Regions from separate parts of the Oryctolagus cuniculus genome. Here region 2 is linked to region 1. The links are chromatin contacts, called in public Hi-C maps. All regions are on one chromosome and are shown on one strand. The core of a region is the stretch at or near the end of the contact, and the rest is flanking DNA. Distances in the headings are between cores, read along the strand shown. Region 1 has its middle 110 kb from the start of CDKN2B. Region 2 has its middle 200 kb from the start of DMRTA1.

Evidence for each region. Hi-C and Micro-C count contacts between places; a contact is called where the count stands out from the background.
Region 2: a Hi-C map of liver shows a contact between it and region 1, with 7 times the contacts expected there. The contact joins two enhancer-like sites. A contact is called at or near these places in 3 of 6 Hi-C or Micro-C datasets (liver, skin fibroblasts and an unstated tissue).

Annotation. Positions count from the first base shown.
Region 1 is chr1:185,182,026-185,187,231 of mOryCun1.1, forward strand. No RefSeq gene overlaps it. Among named protein-coding and RNA genes, the nearest start is that of CDKN2B, 110 kb to the left of the region's middle. Within about 2 kb of position 2,151, at least 1 of the 8 cell types and tissues checked has an H3K27ac peak or open chromatin away from gene starts, as enhancers often do.
Region 2 is chr1:185,283,761-185,288,966 of mOryCun1.1, forward strand. It overlaps the pseudogene LOC100339615. Among named protein-coding and RNA genes, the nearest start is that of DMRTA1, 200 kb to the right of the region's middle. Within about 2 kb of position 2,866, at least 1 of the 8 cell types and tissues checked has an H3K27ac peak or open chromatin away from gene starts, as enhancers often do.

The sequences.
Region 1 (5,206 bases), core at 901-3,400:
AGAGAGAGAGGTGTCTCTCATAACCTGGTTCACTCCCCAAATTCCTGCAACAGTTGTGGTTAGGCCAGGCCTAATACAGGACCTGAGAACTCAATTCAGGTCTCCCACATGGTTGCAGGGACCCACGTACTTGAGCCATCATCTGGTACCTCCTAGTATACAAATTAGCAAGAAAGTGGATAAGAAGCAGAGTGGGGCCTTGAACCCAGGCACTTGGATATGGCATGCAGGTATCTCAAGTGGCATCTTTGCTGAACCAAATGCCCAGCACTGGATTTGTTTCTTAAAATTTGATATAAATGGGATTCTATAATGAGAATTCTAAGATAATTTATCAATATTTTGAGATTCATCAATGTTAATGTGTGTAGCTATAGTTTATTTGTTACTATTACTAAATAATATTTTATTAGGTGATTTTGCTACAATTTATTCTCTATTGGTGGATATTTGGGCTATTTCCATTTTACTTCACTTTTTGCTATTATGATTCTTGCACATACCTGATATATGAACATATCTCTGTATACATATGTATATATCTCTGTCTGCTGCCTATTTTAAGATAAACTGGAAAACTGAGGTCTGATCATAAAGCAATTTGCTTAATGAATTAAAGCCATAATTTGAACCCAGCAGTCCTAGAGTTTGTATTCTTAACCACAATACTCAATAGCAAAATTATCTATAAAAATTTTATGTATTTTTTCCAATATATATGTGTGTATATATATATACATACATATATATATATATAGAGAGAGAGAGAGAGAGAGAGAGAGCTAGGGAGAGCACTATGAATACATGCACTAGCCAGGGAAGGGCCAGGCTGAGCTAGAAATCAAACTTGCTTCTCCCACATGGGCAGTAGGGATCCAGTCACTTGAGCCACTGAATCAGCAGGAAGCTGGAACTGGGAGCAGAGCCTGAACTTGAACCCAGGCCCTCTGATACAAGATGTGGGTGTTCTAACTGATGTCTTAACCTCTAAGCAAATTGCCGTCCCCACAATATTCATTTTAAAGAAGGGGTTTTGGAGAATGTAAACCAATTTGCTTAAAAGAGTGGCAATTCAGCAAAGATCAGTCTGATTAATGCCTTTTATTTTTTGTCACCCAGAGTGTATATTATGCTTTTATTTGTTAAATGTTAACTGATCACAAGAAAATGAGTTCATACTTGGCAGGATTATCTTTTTTTCCTAAAAGTGATCAGATGTCAAAATTTGAAAAGTATAGATTTTTAATTATATATATTTACTTTTTAAACAATTTACTTATTTATTTATTTGAGAGGTAGAGTTATAGACAGTGAGATGGAGAGACAGAGAGAAAGGTCTTCCATCTGCTGGTTCACTCCCCAAATGGCTGCAATGGCTGGAGCTGGGCCGATCCGAAGCCAGGAGCAGGAGCTTCTTCTGGGTCTCCCACACAGGTGCAGGGGCCCAAACACTTGGGCCATCTTCTACTGCTTTTTCAGGCCATAGCAGAGAGCTGGATTGGAAGAGGAGCTGCCGGGACTCAAACAGGCACCCATATGGGACACTGGCGCTGCAGGCAGAGGCTTTAGCCCACTACGCCACAGCACCGGTGCCTATATATATATATATATATATATATATATATATATATATATTTGCCTTACAGCTGTTATAGCACTTTCCCCTTTCAGAAATGACAAGAAAAATAGGCTTCCAGTGAAATGGAATTCTCTCTGTCTCTCCCTTTCTCTCTGTCTCTAACTCCCTCCCTTTCTTTCTCTTTTAGATTGCCAGTTCTTTTTAGCATTGTCAACACTTATGAACTCATTTATTTTCAATGACAATTAAAAACAGTCAAACATAGCTCTAGATAAGTGAGACAAGTGCCCAGTAGATGTTTATGGTGCAACACTGACAAATTATAGATTGTTCCAATCAAGATAGCATTAATACAATTAAAATTTGGATGTATAAAACCCTTGAGAAGGAGTGTTTGGTGTATTGGCAACCCCATGAGTTAGACAGTTGGTGTAAAAGTCTGGGTTTTGACATGAAAGGAATAAAAATAAAAAAAATAAAAATGGAAGCCTGGATGAATCACCAGTGTCCTAGAGATTCTTGGCTGGAAGTTTTTCCCACCACATGATAAGTATTTTCAAGGCAAATAAAACCAAAATCTCTCTGCCATATGAGTCACATCTTTGTTGGTTGCAAGTGGCTGAATTCTTGTAATAGCTTAGGTAGGAAGGAGAAAATGCTGGTTCCTGGAATACCAGGAAGAAACAACCAAACCATGGGAAGGACAGGGCTTTAGCTGGATTCCAGAACACCTGAACCATCTGAAGGGGGTCACTCCCTCCTGGGGGATCTCCTCCAAGTCCTGTCCTACTTTCTTTCTGCATTTTTGCCCTTCTTTTTCGTTGTAAATTAGCTCCTTTCACATGGCAAGGTATGCTGCTGTCAGCACTTCCCGACTACATCTACCACTGGTGAAGGATTAATTTATATTCTCTTGTAAAAAATAAATAGCCAGCGCCGCAGCTCACTAGGCTAATCCTCCGCCTTGTGGTGCCGGCACACCGGGTTCTAGTCCCGGTCGGGGCGCCGGATTCTGTCCCGGTTGCCCGGTTGCCCCTCTTCCAGGCCAGCTCTCTGCTATGGCCCGGGAGTGCAGTGGAGGATGGCCCAAGTGCGTGGGCCCTGCACCCCATGGGAGACCAGGAGAAGCACCTGGCTCCTGCCTTCGGATCAGCGCAATGCGCCGGCCCCGGCGGCCATTGGAGGGTGAACCAACGGCAAAACGAAGACCTTTCTCTCTGTCTCTCTGTCTCTTTCACTGTCCACTCTGCCTGTCAAAAATAAATAAATAAATAAATAAATTGCCAGGGGAGAACCTGACTATCTTATACTGAAGATATAGGCCATTTTTGGATGAACGTAGTGTTGTCTAGGAGTGGTGGAGCTATATGAACACATGAATTTTTTTTAAATCCAGTTGTTGATTTGGAAAGGACATTCTCAAAAGGGGAGTGCAGTTTACAGAAGGAGGTGGAATGGATAAGGTAAAACAATAACTCTTCACTGTATGAGGGTAATTCAAAGAGTTCATGGAAAAACAAAATTAAAAGAAATGTTTATTTTGGTGTGAAAATGAAAAATCCATACATATTTTTCTCATGATAAACATCTTCCATAAACCTTTTGAAGTATCCTTATGCTGCTCAAATAATCCCTGTGATATTTTCAGTATATTAGACTTTTAATTTTTATTTATTTGAGAGGCAGAGGAAAAAAGAAGGAGAGGGAGAGGAGGCAAAGGGAGAAGGAGAGGACAGGAGGGAGAAGGAGGGGCGGAGAAGGGAGAGGGAGGGGTGGGGAGGAAGAGAGATGGGAGAAGTAGTGGAGGGAGAGGGAGAGGGAGAGGAGGGAGAGGAAGGTGAAGGATAGGAAGGAGAAGGAGTGGAGGTAGAGGAGGGAGAGGGAGAGGAGAAAAGGGAAGGGAGAGGGAGAGGGAGAGGAAGGGAAAGGAGGGAGAGGGTGAGGGAGAGGGAGGAAAGGCCCAAAGGCTGAGACAACCAGGGCTAGGCCAGGTTGAAGCTAGAAGGCAGAAACTGAATCCAGGTCTCCAAAGCAGATGGCAGGAACCAACTTACTTGAGCCATTATCTGCTGCCTCCTAGTGTCTGCATTAGTAGCAACCTAGAACTGGGTGTTGAGCAGAGACTTGAACCCAGGAGCTCTGATGTGGGTTGTGCACATCTCAAGTGGTGCTTTAACTGGTATGCCAAATGCCTACCCCAAAAGGAATTTTAAAATGTTCCCCAACTGTTACAGCAAATTCATCTTATATTTTCTTCACAGATTATTTCATTTGCAATTTACCTGAATTATTTTTAAATAAACATTCAACATGAGAAAATGAGAGCCCTGTCTTCTTGATAAATGAATTCAAGTCCATAGGCTCAGAACCAAAGGGAATGAGGTCAGGGCTAAAATAAATCACTAAAAAGTTAATACTTGAACACAACTGACAAGCCTTGGAATATATACTGATAGAACAAGGAGGAATATGTGTAGTGACAAGTGGGATCTGCCACCTCTACTCCAACAGTATTATGTTTCCTGAAAGACATTAAAAATCTCTGCACCCAGGCTAAATAGTTTTTTTTTTTTTTTTTTTTTTTTTTTTGACAGGCAGAGTGGACAGTGAGAGAGAGAGAGAGACAGAGAGAAAGGTCTTCCTTTGCCATTGGTTGGTTCGCCCTCCAATGGCCACCGTGGCTGGCACGCTGTGGCCGGCACATTGCGCTGATCCAAAGGCAGGAGCCAGGTGTTTCTCCTGGTCTCCCATGGGTGTAGGGCCCAAGCACTTGGGCCATCCTCCACTGCGCTACCGAACAGCAGAGAGCTGGCCTGGAAGAGGGGCGACCGGGACAGAATCCGGCGCTCTGACTGGGACTAGAACCCGATGTGCTGGTGCCGCAGGCGGAGGATTAGCCTATTGAGCTGCAGCTCCGGCTTCAGGCTAAATAGTTTTACAGTCTACACAAGGACAGCCTATTACCATCCACTAACTGGGAATCAATAGAATATATTTTTCCCATCCTACTTGCAATTTATTTTCTTCCAGTTTTGCTCATACTGATTGATACACTTGTGTTTCAGAGTTCAACAACTTCTGAAAATAATGATGACCATGTGGGGAACACAGCCATTGGCTATGCCTGAAAATTCACCAGCTCATGAAACAGATTCATTAGATGGGCTAGGGAGAGATGTTCATCCCCGAGACAGGCAGGGCTTGTGGCCATGATCAACAGAAGATAGAGATGATATGATGAGTCTACATCCTTCAGCATCCCCTTAAGATTAAGGGTTAGAAATTTCTGAGAGCAGAGTGATGTGGGAAAAGTCAGGGAGATGGATAGTTCATGAGCTGGAGGCCACACATCTCCCAGCCCTCATGTAATCCCGTCAACCCACCTGTCAATCAGATGACCCCTCCCCAGGATCCTTTTACCTGGGATCTGGGGGCAGTACCATGTAACCACTCCCCTTTTTAAAGCTCATTAGAAGCTTGGTGTAGGTGACGCTCTCTCTAGAGCAGGGTATGAAATTCCCATTTTACCTTCCCTGGCCCACTCTCCCTAAACGAAGCCCTCATGTGCTTGTGTATTCTTCTCACTTTATAAATAAACCTTATCACGCTGAGAAAAAAAGTTAAAAT
Region 2 (5,206 bases), core at 1,616-4,115, 100 kb after region 1:
ACTTCCAATCCATGACACACAGATAATTTGGGATATATGAAATCATTCACTTGGATATTGTGGTAATATCAAAGATTTCTCCCTATGCTCCATATATCTCAATGATGAATGTTAATAAACAATTTGTGATACATAGCGGTCCTTGGACCACACTTTGAGTGACAATGAATTAAATAATTCCAGGAACCATTTGGAAAGTGGAATTAGTATTACACATAAGGTAGTTTTGAATGGGATTTAGCCTGGCAGTCAATTTTGCTCCATTCCAATGGCATTTCATAGTTTCTCCCCTCCATTTATATAAAGGCCCTTAGATTTCTAAATGTTTCAATTTTCTATTCTTAAAATTTGGTTTCTACAGCAGCAACATAATGGCCACCAAAAGTGGCAAATCAGTCGGTCAAAGTAGATAGGAGCTCAGGCTGTGGACTAGATCACCACTGGTTCAGACCTTGGGCCTTTTATGTGCCCATGGATGCTGTGGGAAAACTATTCCATGGGAAATGGAGTCTACTGGACAAAATATGAATGACCTGCCAAAAGAAGGGAACATATGACAGGGGTTGGTCAGAGAGTATGTTTCCATTATGTGGGCATTAAAACGGAGCATTTTAGTTTCTGCATATCAAAAAACTAATAAAAGGTCTAATCTATTTTAAATTCAAAATAAGTTTTCCCCCCAATTCTCAGATCTCCCCGGCATTCTTAGGACCTCAAATTATGTCAGAAGAAATTGCTATTCACTTCAAACACAGTTTTAAATCTCTCTAAACATGAGTTTTCCTGTCTATTGTTGGATATAATAATTATATCTATATATACCTTTTAGGGTTGTTGAGAGTATTAAATGAATCAATGCTGTTAGAGCCCGTAAGTGGGGCCAGGAGTATTCTATGTACTCAATTAATGCTGGCCATTATCTTGGAAGCTGAAAGCTGTATGAACAGTTATTTGTATGCATGATTTATTTCTACATCAAGGGTTTCTAAATTCAGGACTAGAGTATATGCTTTCAAAGAATACGGCATTTATTTATTTATTTATTTAAAATGCAGAACATAAGAGGGGGAGAGGGAGAGAGATCATTCATGTTCTTATTCATTCCTGAAGTGGCTACAACAGCCAAGGCTGAGACAGGCTGAAGCCAGGAAGTCCAAGTAGTCTTCTATGCAGGTGGTGGGGCCCACACATCTGGATCACCTTCCTCTGCCTTCCCAGGTGCATTCACAGGAAGCAGAATCAGAAGCAGAGGAGTATGGACTCAACTGGCATTCTGACATGGAGCTGTGGCGTTGCAAGCAGCAGATTAGCCAGCTGCACCACAGCACTGGCCCCTGCACTTTCTTGATTTTTCTTTTCTCATTCTCATACAAAAATAAGTGTGGACAGATGATTGTTCTTATGGCTTTAGTTAACATTTAATTTTGAATTGGACCACAGGAACTACTTTTTATTTCCTTCATGGCTTACACACTTTGTAAGAAGGATCATCTTAGATTGCCTGGGGAGAAATGAGGAACACAGGGCCCTGAAGGGCCACCTGGACCACTGAGGTGAATGAAAGGAGGGATGGTCAAGGTGGCATGTACCAATGCCATCTCACTAGTCCCAGTGATCAATTTCTGTTCACAATTGGTCATAATGATAGGACTGAGAACCAAAGGGATCACATAAACAAGACTAGTGTCTGCAAATACTAACTGATAGAATAAAAAAGGGAGCGAACGATCCAACATGGGAAGCGAGATACACAGCAGACTCATAGAATGGCAGATGTCCTAAACAGCACTCTGGTCTCAGAATCAGCCCTTAAGGCATGCGGATCTGGCTGAAAAGCCCATGAGAGTATTTCAGGCATGGAAAGCCAAGACACTCCGGAAAAACAAAACAAAACAAAACAAAAACCACCTAAATGAAAGATCTCCATGAGTGAGATCTCAGTGGAAAGAACAGGTCATCAAAGAAGGAGGTACCTTTCTCTGAAGGGAGGAGAGAACTTCCACTTTGACAACTCATGATTAGAGCCTAGGGTGATTACTGTTGCCATAAACAAGATTGTCAATTTGTTAAGTCAACAACAGGAGTCACTGTGCACTTACTCCTCATATAGGATCTCTGTCCTTAATGTGCTGTACCTTGTGATTTAATGCTATAACTAGTACTCAAACAGTATTTTTCACTTTGTGTTCTATGTGGGTGCAAACTGTTGAAATCTTTACTTAATATATGCTAAACTGATCTTCTGTATATAAAGAGAATTGAAAATGAATCTTGATGTGAATGGAAGGGGGGAGGGAGCGGGAAAGGGGAGGGTTGCGTGTGGGAGGGAAGTTATGGGGGGGGAAGCCATTGTAATCCATAAGCTGTACTTTGGAAATCTATATTCATTAAATAAAAGTTAAAAAAATAAAATAATCTGTTAAAACCCAACAAAAATAAATAAAAGAATATTTCATATGAAAAAAAGAGGAGGGATGGTTTGAGGAGCTCGGGGAACCGGCTTTGGCAGACAGAGTGTCCTCCCAAGTAACCTCAGTTCTTTGTAGCCCCAAATAAGGTCATTTATGACTCATTTCTGTCTCCCTCCCCAGGCAAAAGCAAGTCTCGGTCCATGCCAGTTTATCCCTTGATTTGGAAATCGTCTCTGGCTTTCAGACACAACTATGTCTGAAATTAAGATTAAGACCTGTAGGTCTCTGGGGGCCAAAATGGAAATGAATGCTGAAAATTCCCCTACCTACCTTGAAAGGCTACCCTGGACAGAGGGATTGCTTTCTTGGTTGAGGTTTATCTTCCCAGGTGTTTTGAAGAAGCCTAAAGAGCCAGTCAGTGGGTGTGAGTCATCAGGCTGTGGTGAGATTAGAAATTCCTAACACATGATATGGGAGTCCAGTGTTTGAGGCCCAGAAGATGAAGGGCAGCAGGGCTGTACGGTTTCATGCCTCGCCTCCACCTCACAACCCTATATTCCTTCTTAAGTTTTGGACAGGTGCAGAGAATGTCACCTGTTTTCGAATCTTTTCCTCCCCTCCTCCCCCTCCTTTGTTCTTGGCCCTCGTTCCTTTTCCTGACTCTCAAAATCAGGGTAAATACTTCTTATTTCAGTTGACTACAGGAGAGACCATAACAAGGAAATTGATTTTTCTCTTGTGTGAAAATGGAGGACTATGACATGGTTAAAGGAAGGGGAAGATGGCAGAGGAGAGACAGAAGAGGTGGAGGCAGGAAAAGAACTGGAGAGGAAGAGAGGGCTAGAGGGAAGTTTAGGGGTGAAGAGGAATGGGGGGTTGAACTTGCAGAGCCCAGTGGTGGAAAACGAGTCTTTTGGAAAGACTAATCAGGGCCACAGTTGGTGAAATTGTGCCTCTCCATTTGCAAATGACATAGCTGAAGGAAACCAAACATATTGCAGAAGCTCTTTCAGGGAAGAGTAATTGCTGAAATTCACCTAATTTAATTTTTAAAAGGCGATGTCAAAAATCAGCCAGAGCACAGTACCCATAAATTTGAAGTTTTTAAGGAGCTTGGAGCCATTACTAGGCCGGCACAGGTGTTTTCTACTCCCCAGCACTCTCCATGGCACTGGCAAGTTTAATGAGGACATTGTCTGTTCGAAGTCTACCTGGTGTGCCTTCTTGGAGCAGAACGATACAAATCCCCATTATGAATAAAAGTGAGCTGTTACTAAATGCCTTCTCCTCTGCAGGACTCTGTTTCCCTTAGAGGCCACATGTTCCTGTTTAACAACCAAATTCCAATCTATCCCTTCTAGTCCAGCAGTTAAAGAACCTGGACAAGTCAGTCCATTGAGCTCCTAACAGTGCTCAAGCACTTTTCCTCCCTCGATTGTTTTTCCTTTGAGGACACCTAGTGGTGGTTTGTGGGCTGTGTTCTTCAAAGGCAAACTAAAAGTTCATAACATTTTTCTCAACACCTTCCCAGTGGAAGCCAGGACTTGCCTTAACCCTGAAGGCAAAACTGCTATGGTCCTGGTTGATGAACAGGCCCTTGCCAGATTCCGCAGTCAAAACTCACCTCCACCTTTGTCTGTTGTCAGATGAAATTCCCTGGCTTAATTGTCTCACAAGCTCATTGTTTATTGACACAAACAGATCTCTTTTTAATGACTGCAGATGGGCTACAATCTGGTCAATTTGTCTACTAACTAACAGATGTTGATAGTCTGTTTTGTGCAGACTTTTTGAGGGGGTGTAAAGGTAAAACAAAGACCTAGGAGAAAGGGAATTTTTGACTACTTTATTCCATTTGGCCCTGAATTTTATTGGGCCAAAAAATTAGCATTTTTTCTTTTAAAAAAGATTTATTTACTTGAAAAGCAGAGTGACAGAGAAATGGAAAGACAAAAAGAAGGAGAGAAACACAGAAAGATCTTCCACCTGCTGGTTCACTTCTCAGATGACTGCAACAGTTAGTGCTGGGCCGACTGAAGACAGGAGCCAGTAACTCCATCCAAGTCTTCCACATGGATGGCAGGGGCCTGCACACTTGAGCCATCATATGCTACCTCCTAGACTTGTTAGCAGGAAGTTGTATGGGAAGTGGAGTAGCTGAGACTGAAAGCAGGCACGCTGATATGGATGAGGGCGTCCCAAGCAGTGGCTTAACCAGCTGTGGCACAAAGCAAACTCCAGGTAGCATTTTGATTAGTGGAAAGAGGGTAGATTTTTCTCAAATCCTGGCAGTGGAGTGCTCCTTTCTAGTTGTGTCATCAATGAAATAATCTCTCTGGCTTCCCTTTCTTCATAAAATGGAGGTGACTGTAGTTCATAAAGTGGTTGTGAATGTGACATGAAAACTTGAGACAACTGACGTAGTACCTAGTGTCTGGCACATACTAAATGACTGTTAAAAGCATCTCTACTTCCTCACTCCTCTCCATGTCTTAAACCTGGCCCTTGCTGCAATTGTGTCTGGGCTCAGGCGCTCACTGGCACTTTGCCAATGCCAGTCCCACCCATCCCCATTTAAGCATCACAACTTTGGCTCTCATTTGCCATTCAGTTCCACTGATGAGCCCTGGATTCCTCTCACAAACCTGTTCCAAAAGATCAAGGTAAATCATGCACGTTACATTTGCATACCGTTAATGAACTTGATATCTGGTATCAAAACTGTTTAGTAAATTTCCTGGGAGTTGTGGGTTCAAGAAGAGGTGACATGACTAGCTCATGGTCAGGAAGTTGTT